2 separate regions of the Ovis aries genome follow, and region 1 is linked to region 2. A link is a contact called in public Hi-C data. All regions are on one chromosome and are shown on one strand. The core of a region is the stretch at or near the end of the contact, and the rest is flanking DNA. Distances in the headings are between cores, read along the strand shown.

Region 1 (5,730 bases), core at 2,644-5,143, 1.2 Mb before region 2:
CTACAGGGGCTACTTAGGAGCCAACTTTCCCTCACAAGTGAGGCGCTGTACACACATACATACGCATACTTCCACACTCACACATGTATACATACTTGCACACACATGCACGGGCAATACACAACATGGTCAGTCAATGAGCAGTGCAAAAACTGTTGGTGCGACAGTCAGAGCTGAGAAGAAGAGCAGACAGAGCTCGATGGGGCCTGGAGCAGGGAGATTTCAGAGGAGGAAGGACTTTCCCCTCTTGCTCAGAGAGAGGGGTGACAGGCCTGGCAGTGTGTGGGTAGCATTTTCTTAGCCCCTCAGTTCCGTATTTCAGTTACTGAGCTGCTTGGTGTGAAGGCGGCTTTCTCTAGATTGTTTTCCAAGTTTGTGTCATCACTTCATGATTTTTGTCATATCTGTGTACCACCTAGCCTGTGAGTTACTTGTGATGCCTTGTCTTGTGAAGGAGCAAAAATCACACTTTCTATGCCGATTAAATTCTTCCAATGCCTATTTTTTTTCAACTTTTTAATTTTGTGTTGGGGTATAGCCAATTAACAATGTTATGATAGTTTCAGGCCAATAGCAAAGGGATTCAGCCATACATATACATGTATCCATTCTCCCCCAAACTCCCCTCCCATCCAGGCTCATAACATTGAGCAGAGTTCCCTTTGCTACACAATAGGATCTTGTTGTTTATCTGTTGTAAATATAGCTGTGTGTACATGTCCATCCCCAACCCTCTAACTATCCCTTCTCCCCTTTCTTCCTCCCCCTGAAACCGAAAGTTTGTTCTCTAAGTCTGCTAGTCTCTTTCTGTTTTGTAAGTTCATTTATATCATTTCTTTTTAGATTCTACATATAAGGGATGTCATATTTCTCTTTCTCTGTCTTACTTCACTCGGTATGACAATCTCTAGGGCCATCCATGTTGCTGCAAAGGGCATCTGATGCATATTGTTAATGAAAGAAATATAAACATGTTAAAGTAAAAAGTGCATTTATCCACATACTCGCTGCACCATCTCTTCTGCCACCCAGGATGTGTGCTTGGCTGTCCTGAGAGGAACATTGCTCTAAGTTAATTCAGACAAATAGGAAGGCAGTTCATAAAACAGGAAGTTCCTACTGGCACATTTTCACTTTTAAGAGCTTAATTTTCTGGTCACTAAAGAAGGCGTCCCTGGTAGTTCAGATTGTAAAGAATCTGCCTGCAATGCAGGAGACCTGGGTTCTATCCCTGGGTTGGGAAGACCCCTGGAGAAGGAAATGGTAACCCACTCCACGATTCTTGCCTGGAGAATTTCATGGACAGAGGAGCCTAGCGGGCTACAGTCCATGGAGTCGCAAAGAGTCAGACACTACTAAGCTACCAACAGACACAAAGTATAGTTAGCTCTTGGTTGAGACTTAACATTCGCTTCATAATGTGATGGATAACTTAAAGCTCTAAGTGGGTTTCGAACCAAGTCCAAAGATCTGATTTTCCAGCTGAGGTACTAGGCGGACTAGTGGTCACCCCAGGACTAGACCCAGGGTTGAGTCTGAGGAGGCTGCCTTCAGCCCTGTTTCTTATCTACCAGATCATCCTTATTGATGAGGCCACGGCCTCCCTTGACTTGGAGACAGACATCCTCATCCAACACACAATCCGTGAAAGTTTCCGGGGCTGCACAGTGCTGATCATCGCACACCGCGTCACCACCATCCTCAACTGCGACCGCATCCTAGTCATGGGCAACGGGAAGGTGAGGGGACACCCCTAGGCCGCGGGGAGGGTGGTGCCCAGGCCTTCAGATCCCTCAGGACCAAGCTCAGCTGCACCCTGCTTCCCTCCCCTTCTCTCTCTGCCTCCCAGGTGGTGGAGTTTGACAAGCCTGAGGTCCTGCAGAAGAAGCCGGGGTCCATGTTCGCAGCCCTGCTGGCAACAGCCAGTAGTTCGATGAGCTGAGGAGGGGGGACTGCGTGGAGGCGGGTGTGGCTGAGCCGGCCACGGTGCAATTGTCAGAGCCGGCGGGGAAGACTGCAGCCTGCAGCCTTCTCTGCAGAGATGGCTGCTTCTCTGCAAAGCAGGGCTGGAGCGTGCTCAAAGTGCTGGTGATGGGTGGGAAAAGGACACTTAGGGAGCACAGCCTGGAGTAGGGCACTTGCTGGCTCCCCTGGAGACCACGGAATAATTTCATAATAATGGTAAAGTTTATTACAATATTCTGATTGGTGTTAAAAGTGTTGCAAGTGGTATACTGATTTTGCAAAAAAGAAAAAAAAAAGTTGCACTCTCAGTTCTGCTTTCTCTGTTAGCTGGTACTCATTCAGCTACAGGGAACAGAAACGTTCTTAAGCTTTCTGGTAAAAGGGACGTTATTAGCTCATGTGATGGAAAGTTCCAGAAAAAACTCTGGGTTGAGTGCCAGTATCAAAAGGACGTCTGCCGTGCGGGCTCTGCCTTTCTTCACTCAGTCTCACTTTCATTTGTTTGACTTCACTCTCTGGCCTTCTCTCCTCATGGTACAGCATGGCTGCCAGCAGCCCGAGGCTCACATTCTACCAGCTCCTTACTCCCAGTCCTCTTTCTCCAGGGATTCCAGCAAAACTCCAGGGCTAAATCTCACTGGGCCAACTTGAGTTGCTCATCCCTGAACTAGTTACGTGTTAGGTTGCTGGAATGCAGTGAGGGGCCAGGCCCAAATTGTATGCCTGTACCCGGGCCTGGGGATGGGATCAGCTACCCTGAATCACGTAAACGAAGGATGGAGAGGGTTGTTTCCCCCAAATAAAATTGGAGTGTTATTACTACGTTAGGAAAGAGTGAACAGCCCCCAAATAGTAGCTGTCTACCATGTGCTTGCTTACTAATTGGAGCATAGATGGGTGAAATAAAGAGTTAACTTATTATTAATACATATGTGGCCCCCCACCCCTAATGTTTATAGATACGTATAAATAGAAAAGGTAATTATTTTCAATTTACTTCCAGGAAGACCTCATTGTTCGAGGAGAATATGTTTCAAAGTACTTTCCTTTTGTTTTCAGATTAGTGTCTGATTTTGCCCTAAGAAAGATCAATTCAGTAAACGAGTATTTCTGACCCTGTTGCACTGGGGTGGATGCTGGGGACATAATGATGCCCCCGCCTTCATGGAATTTGCCCTCCAGAGAGTAGGTAGTGAGTGAAAGTCGCTCAGTGTCTGACTATTTGTGACCCCATGGACTGTGAAATTCTCCAGGCCAGAATACTGGAGTGGGGTAGCAGTTCCCTTCTTCAGGGAAATCTTCCTAACCCAGGAATCAAACCCAGGTCTCCCACATTGCAGACAGATTCTTTAGCAGCTGAGCCACCAGGGAAGCCCTCCCAGAGATTAAGTAGTAAGCAAGTAAACAGGAGGTTCTAAAAGCAAGCAACAGGAGGCAAGGGCAGGGTTCAGGAGATGGAGGCAGTCAGAGCAAGCTTCCTGCTGGAAGTGATGAGACCAGAAAAATGGACAAAGCTTTGCTCAGATGAGGGGGACTGGGGTAAGGAAGAGAGTCCCAGGCAGAGAGAAAAGCAGACAAACCCGTGTGGGAGTGAACTGTGGCAGGGCTGATTCAGCCGCAGGACCTGAGCTAGTGCCACTTGTGCGTCGCCTCCGTGCCCTTCCTGGTTCTTAGGCAGCACCCGCTTCTCTCCTGAGAGTGTTTCCCAGGTGGATGTCTCCTCTCTCTTAAAAATCCTTTTGTTCAGTGGGTCCTCTTCCCCTCGTCCTTGCTTTTTCCTCCTGGGGCCCTGAAGAGCGGCCGCTCCTGCTCCCAGCCTGGCACAACTCTGCAGGGTCGCAGAGCTGCTCGTCGGCAAGTTGAAGACCACTCTCCTCGCCCGGCCCTGCCCTCTCCCAGAGCTGCGGTGGGGCAGCTGCCTGCGTCACGTGTGGGAGGGCGCTCCACATACTCAGTGCTGCTGCCTCATGGGACAAAGTTAGCTGCCTGTTTTCCTTCAGTTGGCCAGCAGATGGCAGGCTCTTCCCAAAAATGCGGGGAAAGTTCCGCGGGTTCCAGGTCTAGATCCACTGAGAGCTACTGTTGACCCCTTAGTCAGCGGACAAGAACCAGAGCCCGTTTCCACTTGGTCTTCAGGGCCTCATTCCACCTCTCCTCACAGCAGCTCCTCTTCAGGGCGGGTTCTCAGCCTTCCCAGCACACTGGAGTCACCCAGGGTGCTTAAAATATCCTGATGGGGTCTAGGTGTTTTGATTTCGTTGGTTTGCGGTAGAGAATGTACACATTTTTAAAGCGGTAAGTGAGTCTAATATGCAGTGGAAATTGAGAACCATTGGCTCCAAACAACAATAAAGCAAAACTGTTTGAAAAAATAATATATGATGCTTTTTTTCTTTTTTTAAAAAACGGTAGACTCTTGAGAGTCCCTTGGACTGCAAGGAGATCCAACCAGTCCATCCTAAAGGAGATCAGTCCTGGGTGTTCTTTGGAAGGACTGATGCTAAAGCTGAAACTCCAGTACTGTGCCCACCTCATGCAAAGAGTTGACTCATTGGAAAAGACTCTGATACTGGGAGGGATTGGGGACAGGAGGAGAAGGGGACGACCGAGGATGAGATGGCTGGATGGCATCACTGACTCGATGGATGTGAGTCTGAGTGAACTCCGGGAGATGGTGATGGACAGGGAGGCCTGCCATGCTGCAATTCATGGGGTCGCAGAGTTGGACACGACTGAGTGACTGAAATGGACTGAACTGATTGGTAATATTTTATTCCTTAAGTTGAATGATGAGTATATGAGTTTGTTTTCTTTAATTCTTTATATATTTGGGGGCTATCTGAGCTATATTATAATACAGTTTTAAAAATTGCATTAAAAATAATTTTGGCTGCACTGGATCTTCATTGAAGCGCACAGACTTCTTCAGTTGCAGTGCATGGATTAGCTGACCCATGGCATGTGGGATTGTAGTTCCCTGACCAGGGATCAAAGCCATATTCTCTGCATTGAAAGGTGAATTCTTAATCATTGGACCACCAGGGAAGTTCCCCCCCCCCCCCAAAGCCGATATTTCAAAAATAACCTAAAAATGATTATAATGAGAGAAGGCAGCTCTACTTCCTTGTATTTACTTAGTGCTGTGCTTTAGTCACTCAATCGTGTCTGACTCTTTGTGACCCCATGGACTGTAGCCCTCCAGGCTCCTCAGTCTGTGGGATTCTCCAGGCAAGAGTACTGGAGTGGGTTGCCATGCCCTCCTCCAGGGGATCTTCCCAACCCAGGTCTCCTGCATTGCAGGCGGATTCTTTACCATCTGAGTCACTAGAGAAGCCCATATTTACTTAGTGGTTTGCAGAGACATTACTTTGCCGACTAAGGTCCGTCTAGTCAAGGCTATGGTTTTTCCACTGGTCATGTATGGATGTGAGAGTTGGACTGTGAAGAAGGCTGAGCACTGAAGAATTGATGCTTTTGAACTGTGGTGTTGGAGAAGACTCTTGAGAGTCCCTTAGACTGCAAGGAGATCCAACCAGTCCATTCTGAAGGAGATCAGCGCTGGGATTTCTTTGGAAGGAATGATGCTAAAGCTGAAACTCCAGTACTTTGGCCACCTCATGCGAAGAGTTGACTCATTGGAAAAGACTTTGATGCTAGGAGGGATTAGGGGCAGGAGGAGAAGGGGACGACCGAGGATGAGATGGCTGGATGGTAACACGGACTCGATGGATGTGAATCTGAGTGAACTCCGGGAGTTGGTGATGG
Region 2 (6,219 bases), core at 1,133-3,632:
TCCCTTTTCACTCACTCATCAAGGCTTCAGAGGCATTTTGCCAGGTCAGCACACACAGAGCTGCTTTGCAGTCGAGAGGGCTGCTCAGAGAGAGAACCCCGTCAAGATCTGGCAGGTAAGAACTATCAGTTTTTCCACATCTGCAAGTCCCGGGCACTGTTCACAGCCTGAGCAAGACTCAGAGAGCCCTATGCTCAGAGTCCCTACCTTCTAGCTGTGCGGCCCTGGAGACGTCACTCAACCTGAGGGCCTGTCCGTGGTGCTATGGGGATTAAGCGATCCTCTGTGTGGGAGGCTTGGCAGAGCACGAAGGGCACACAACTGTGCGAGCCACGACAGTCACCCCAGAAACAGACAAGCAAGGGGAGCAGTGGCTCAGCCTTCCGTGGGCTGGAGGCATGGAGCCGCTTCACCCCGCTTGTTTCCAGTTTTCCACAGCGTTCTCATTTATTCCACAAACAAGATCACTTTCCTCTTGATGCACTTATCAGATCACTATGTTTGGAGTGTTAGTCTGAAAAGAGGCTATTAGTCTGACCACTCTCTGTGGTCACCTCGGGCAGCACTTGGGGTCCCTGAACCTTGCCTCCTGTCTCTAAAATGGAGAAATGGAGAAATCAATCCCATCCCTTAGCTGCCTAGATGACAGGAGAAACTTCCTATAGAAGTGTAAACTGAGGTCTTGTGGACCTAGGGGGAATTGTGTGGGGTACAGGCTGTGCCCCACTAGAAGGTTCCCTCTTGTGAGGGCAGAAACATGGGCTCAGTAAATGCTAGCTGCATAATGAAGAACCCTGCTCACCTGAAATAAGAAAATCAAAGCCCTGGGTCCCTAGAATATTTAGCAAATGGACAGAAGGGAAGAGGAAATGCTGATCACACCTAGAGTGTGCCTCCTGCCTTCTCTCCTCTCCCTTCACTCTTTCCTCCTTCCCTCCCTCCTTTCCTCCTTTTATTCAACACACTGTCCTGACTTTTTTAGGGGAAGAAGAGATTAACAATGATACTAGCCGACAGCTCCTCATTATCACACACATTTTATGGTTTACAAAGCACTGTCACATGGTCACATGTTTTCTCTTTTGACCACTGAAATTCAAATTGAACTGGGCCATCCAGTGTTTTGTCTGACAACCCTGGCTCTTACCCAGCTTCTAGGAGACCTCCCCTCAGTTCCTACAGGCCAAACCGACCCAGGGCCTCCCAGTGAGATAAACTCCCCTTCCTGGTTCATCTGGAGTTCATTGACCCTGAATATTCATTGGAAGGACTGATGCTGAAGCTGAAACTCCAATACTTTGGCCACCTGATGCAAAGAACAGACTCACTGGAAAAGACCCTGATGCTGGGAAAGATTGAAGGCAGGAGGAGAAGGGGACGACAGAGGATGAAATGGTTGGATGGCCTCACTGACTCGATGGGCATGAGCTTAAGCAAGCTCTGGGAGTTGGTGACGGACAGGGAAGCCTGACGTGCTGCAGACCATGGGGTCGCAAAGAGTCGGACACGATTGAGCAACTGAACTGACATTGACCCAGGCTTCAGAAATGGCCCAAGCATCCCCCACCTGCCCACTGGCTGTGAAGAGAACCCTGTGCCAGACTCTTCAGGGTGAGATGACCTGGCAGGGTCTGCCCTGGAGAACCTCAGTAGGAGAGAGAGGATGCATTCATGAGCAACACTGTTAACAGGTGGCAAGTGCCAAGTACATCCATGATGTGGAAACTGAGGTCTGAAAAAGAAGTTATACAGTCTGAGTGTGAAAGCCATGGTGTGATTTCTACACCACTTTTACTACGCCTCTCTCTTTCTGAAATGTTCCCCTTCCCTCCTGTGCCCTCCTACCCCTTCTCCTTCCCAGGCTTCCCTCTAGACCACCATCAGTACCCTGAATGCTTGGTTCTCAGTGCTTCCCTTCCTGGGGGGCCACTCGTTCTCTCTTTCAACCAGTGTTTCATCAAGCGTCTTTGGTGTGTCAAGCCCTGGGCTGGACCACTGAGATCACCATGTGGGTCCTGACCCAGCAAGAACAACGGCCTGTCCTCTCTCCTCCACCCTTCTTCCCTCCCGCCTTGCCTTGCCTGCCTGCCTTCCTTTCTCCCTCCCTCCTTTCTTCTCTCTTTCCTTTCTCCATTCCTCCCTCCCTCCCTCCAGTCCAGTACTTCCTGCCCACCGCCTAAGTGCCTCTGAGCCCCTTGCTCTCATGGGGCTTTCAGGAAGACCCCTCGCTGTCACAGAGGAGGGGATGTACCCTCGGTTTTCTCTCGTTTAGTTTCAGAGCAAAGAAAGAGAACCTCTAACCCGAATGAAACGCAGGGCGTTTTCCTCCTGGTGGCGGAGAATCATTTCACAAGCCAGCGCGCCCTCTGGTGGCCAGAGTCGGGGCCCGGCCGTGGTTGCGTTACCCGATGAGCTCAGGAGGCTGGGCTTCCCGCGGCATCGCTCCGCCCCTGCTCCGCGCCCCCGCTCTCCCGGCGCCCAGGTGCAGCCCTCCCGCGGGGTGTCCCCCTCCGAGACCACCTCCTCCTGGAGCCTTCCGCCCCAGCCCACCTCAATTCGAGAGTTAAAGGCGGCACTCGTACTTGGAGCTTCCCACGTTATAACAGTGATGCGCTCCCACGGAACTGGAACCAAGGGTTCACCCAGGCAGACCCTGCCAGGTCGTCTCACCCCCCAGTCTGGCACGGGGCTCTCTTCACAGCGGTTGGGCCAGGGGTCGGAGGTGGGGGTTGCTCGGGCCATTTCTGAAGCCCGGATCAATGAATTCCAGATAAACCAGGAACCAGCTGGGAGGACCTGGGCTTGCTGGAGCTGAAGAAGTCTCTCAGAGGCTGGGTATTAGGTTGTCAGATAATACACAGGACGTCTCAGTTAAATTTTAATTTCAGATAAACATAAATGAAAAAAACTTTTTTTTTCCTTTTGTTTGTTTAAGTAAGTCCAGAATACTGGAAAATCCCATGGATGGAAGAGCCTGATAGGCTGCAGTCCATGCTAAGGGTCGGGCACGACTGAGCGACTTCACTTTCACTTTTCACTTTCATGCATTGGAGAAGGAAATGGCAACCCACTCCAGTGTTCTTGCCTGGAAAATCCCAGGGGCGGGGGAGCCTGGTGGGCTGCCGTCTATGGGGTCGCACAGAGTTGGACACGACTGAAGTAACTTAGCAGCAGCAGCAAATACTGTAGGGTGCACACATACTTAAGCTAAAAACTGTTTTTGTTGTTCGTTTGAAATTTGAATTTAAGTGATGTCCTGCAAATTATTTGCTAAATCTGGCGCCCTTACTGAGTGTAATGGCCCTATGGAGCCCATCTTAACAAGGAGGGGGCAAACTGGAGGGAGGCTGGGCAGGCAGGTTCCCAGAGGAGCCTGGGGCAGGTCAGGTGTGGGGTGGGGGGCAGTGGTCTGAGTCTAAATCCTGCTTGGGACCACAGAGACCAGTAATGCAAACTTCATATTTTTACATGGAATTTACATCCACATCATGGTGGTGAGGTGTGGGTGACAACAAGGAGAGGCTTGTCTGTTCTCAAGGTTCTGCTCAAATGCTGACCTTTGCAACCCGGGCCCTGCTTCCCTGGGACTGTAATCACACATGCATTAGCAACATTGTTACCAGCCAAATACAGATAGACTTTACCCACGTGAAATTTGAGGACTGAAAAAAAGTTATACAAGGTAAAAGCATAAGCCCTACCATTCCTCCACCACTTTCCTCTTTCCTCTCTCTTCCTGAAGTTTCCCCTCGTTCCTGTCCCCTCCCACCAGTGGCCCTCCCTTCAACATCTTCAAACTTGTGTCTGCAGGGCACACCAGCACATACCACAACCAAAAGCACCTAGAGGGTATCATCAACAATTGGTGTGAACCGAATGGGTGTCAAGAGGGAAAGCTGCAACCTGGGACGGCTACCTCCAAGCCTACCTCGTAAGGTAGGTAATTGGTGTCAAGTCCCTAGAATGATACCTCGCAACCCAGTCAGTGCTCTGTAAGCCTCAGCGCTTTCTTCCGTGACAACTGTTAAAACACTGATTCCTGGGGGGTGTAGCCACTCATTTTTCTCCTGGAATGATATTGCATTCCACTGTTTTCCCACCTTTGATGGCACTCTTTCACAAGACATTTTGGGGATATTTCCTTTGCTTTCTGAACAGAGGTTCAGGTGAGTCTTGAGAGCACAGTGTGATCTCACATTCCCTCAGAGAAACAATCTCTTGGCCTCATTTCCCGTGACCATGGCCGAGCATCTATGTTCCTAGCAGTATTAGAGCTCATTTATAATGATTTACAGTAATTATATTGGACAGGAGTTTGATGGCTATTAGGCCTCTTTATTTGGCTGAAAAACATTTGAAGCATGAAGCTGTGTGAGAGAATCAGTGCCAGCACCATCACGAAATATCCTTGTATTTGGAACCAATTTAGAGTGTCATTTTTGATATCACAAATTATCCATCTTCGGATTCCAAGTCCTTGGTACCTGTGTTCTCCTGCTCTGGTATCGGGAGGACAGCCAGTGGCCGCAGGCCTGCCCTGGGAGTGAGCAGACAGGCCAGCACCAGCCCTAGGAGCTGAGTTCCCAGGGGATGCTGGGTCACCTAACACTCAGCATTTTCACCAGCATCATTCCACCTCCTGTTAGAGCAAGGCCTTAGGATAAATGGAAATGCCATCTGAAGTCTTACTTCAGTGTCCGCTCCTCTTCCCTCCACTCACAGAGTGAAAGGATAGCCAGGACTGCCACCGGCTAGTACACATCGATGCCGGCTATTTGGGGCTGGCATTCATGCCAAACCTGATGTTCAGTATTTGAATATCACTCAAGTAGAACAGCCATGGCATTGGCTGTGAAGAATCTCTCAAGCTGTGACTGTACCATGCCAAAAATGCTGGTTTGAAAAGTAAAAAATTAATCAGCAGGCCAGATGTTTAATATTCCATAATGACAAATAGAATGTATTTCATCTAGATGTTTCTGTGTAAATATACTCTGGCTTTTTTTCAGATCACTGCAACCTGCCCACACCAACACCTAAGAGGTGGTTTCATATGTGTATATTTTTATAAACACAGGAAAAGTAGATTCTTCCCAGGAAGAATTGAAGTAAGGGCATGAAAGTGCAAGATTGACCCATGGCCACTGCCATTATTGTGACTGCCCCTGGAAGGGCTCAAGGGCCCCTCCACTCTCTCCAGGGCCCCATGGTAAAATGTCTTTTTCTAAAAGCAAGAACAGTAAATGCCATATGGTTTGTTTTACCATCATTTTAATGGGAAAGAACAATAAGGGAGCTATTACTGGGCTGAGGAGCTGGCTGCCGGGCCTGCCAGGTCCGATTCATTTATCCTCCTTTTTGTTGGAAAACTCGGACTGACTTTAATGATGAGAAATAATGTGGCTTCCAGGAGCCTCTCTCCACACTAATGGAGCCTGGGCACCCTTTCTTTAAATAGACATTGAAATATGCAAGAGTATCTATGTCATACGAACACCCCCAGACCGAGATTTGGACAATTTAACTGCTCTTGGTAATTGGATTCTGTACAACTTCAGCCATTTCGCTGTCTCCATTTGCTGGGTGAAATTCATTGTTTTAATATTCACAGTAAGCTTAAGGTTTCATTTGCACAGAGAAAACCTATGAAACAGAAACTTGAGGTAAGGATGGGAAAACTAGTGTTTGCGTGGGTGACTTTAACATTTCCCTCTCTGCCTCTGCCTGGGCTGGGGGAGTGCCTATGGGGCCAGCAGACACTGATAGTTTCAGGTCATCTGCTCCCTGTTTCTTCCAAGGCTAGGACAGGAAGCCATTTACTTGAGCCTGAGGAGGGTGATGGCTTCAGCCTCCCTCCAGAGAGATGGCACAAACCTGCAGGCAGGTGTCCACCTGAGTTGCCCTGGTCTGGAAGCCAGGGTCCGAGGAGCAGGGACCAAGGCAGCAGCTTTCTGCTTTAGTTAACTGCGCATCCTGAGTGCTGACCAGTGTTCTCACCCCGGCTGTGGACATGCCTGGCATCCTAGAGCCCACTGCTCTCTCTCCCTGGTACTTCCATCTCCACCCACAGCCAGACATTTCCTCTGAGCCTAAGAGCCAAAACTCCTACTGCCTTCTGACATCTCCATGTGGATGAGTCAGGCTCAACATGTTCAAAGCAACCTCCTTCTCCAGTGCTTCCCCCACCTACTCCCATTCCAGTGCTCCCTGTCTCCAGGA

The links. A called contact is a pair of places that touch in the nucleus more often than the background predicts.
Region 1: a Hi-C map of tail adipose tissue shows a contact between it and region 2, with 6 times the contacts expected there. The contact joins two enhancer-like sites. A contact is called at or near these places in 4 of 16 Hi-C or Micro-C datasets (blood, hypothalamus, mesenteric adipose tissue and 1 more).

What each region holds. Positions count from the first base shown.
Region 1 is chr14:16,142,069-16,147,798 of ARS-UI_Ramb_v3.0, reverse strand. ABCC11 (ATP binding cassette subfamily C member 11) reads left to right here. Exons shown (of 30, transcript XM_027977814.3): 29 at 1,575-1,739; 30 at 1,850-4,337. The coding sequence ends at 1,942. Among named protein-coding and RNA genes, the nearest start is that of ABCC12, 38 kb to the right of the region's middle. Within about 2 kb of position 3,893, at least 22 of the 54 cell types and tissues checked have an H3K27ac peak or open chromatin away from gene starts, as enhancers often do.
Region 2 is chr14:14,975,089-14,981,307 of ARS-UI_Ramb_v3.0, reverse strand. It overlaps LOC132657733 (a long non-coding RNA gene), which reads right to left. Exons shown (of 3, transcript XR_009596283.1): 3 at 5,255-6,219. Among named protein-coding and RNA genes, the nearest start is that of DNAJA2, 43 kb to the right of the region's middle. Within about 2 kb of position 2,382, at least 15 of the 54 cell types and tissues checked have an H3K27ac peak or open chromatin away from gene starts, as enhancers often do.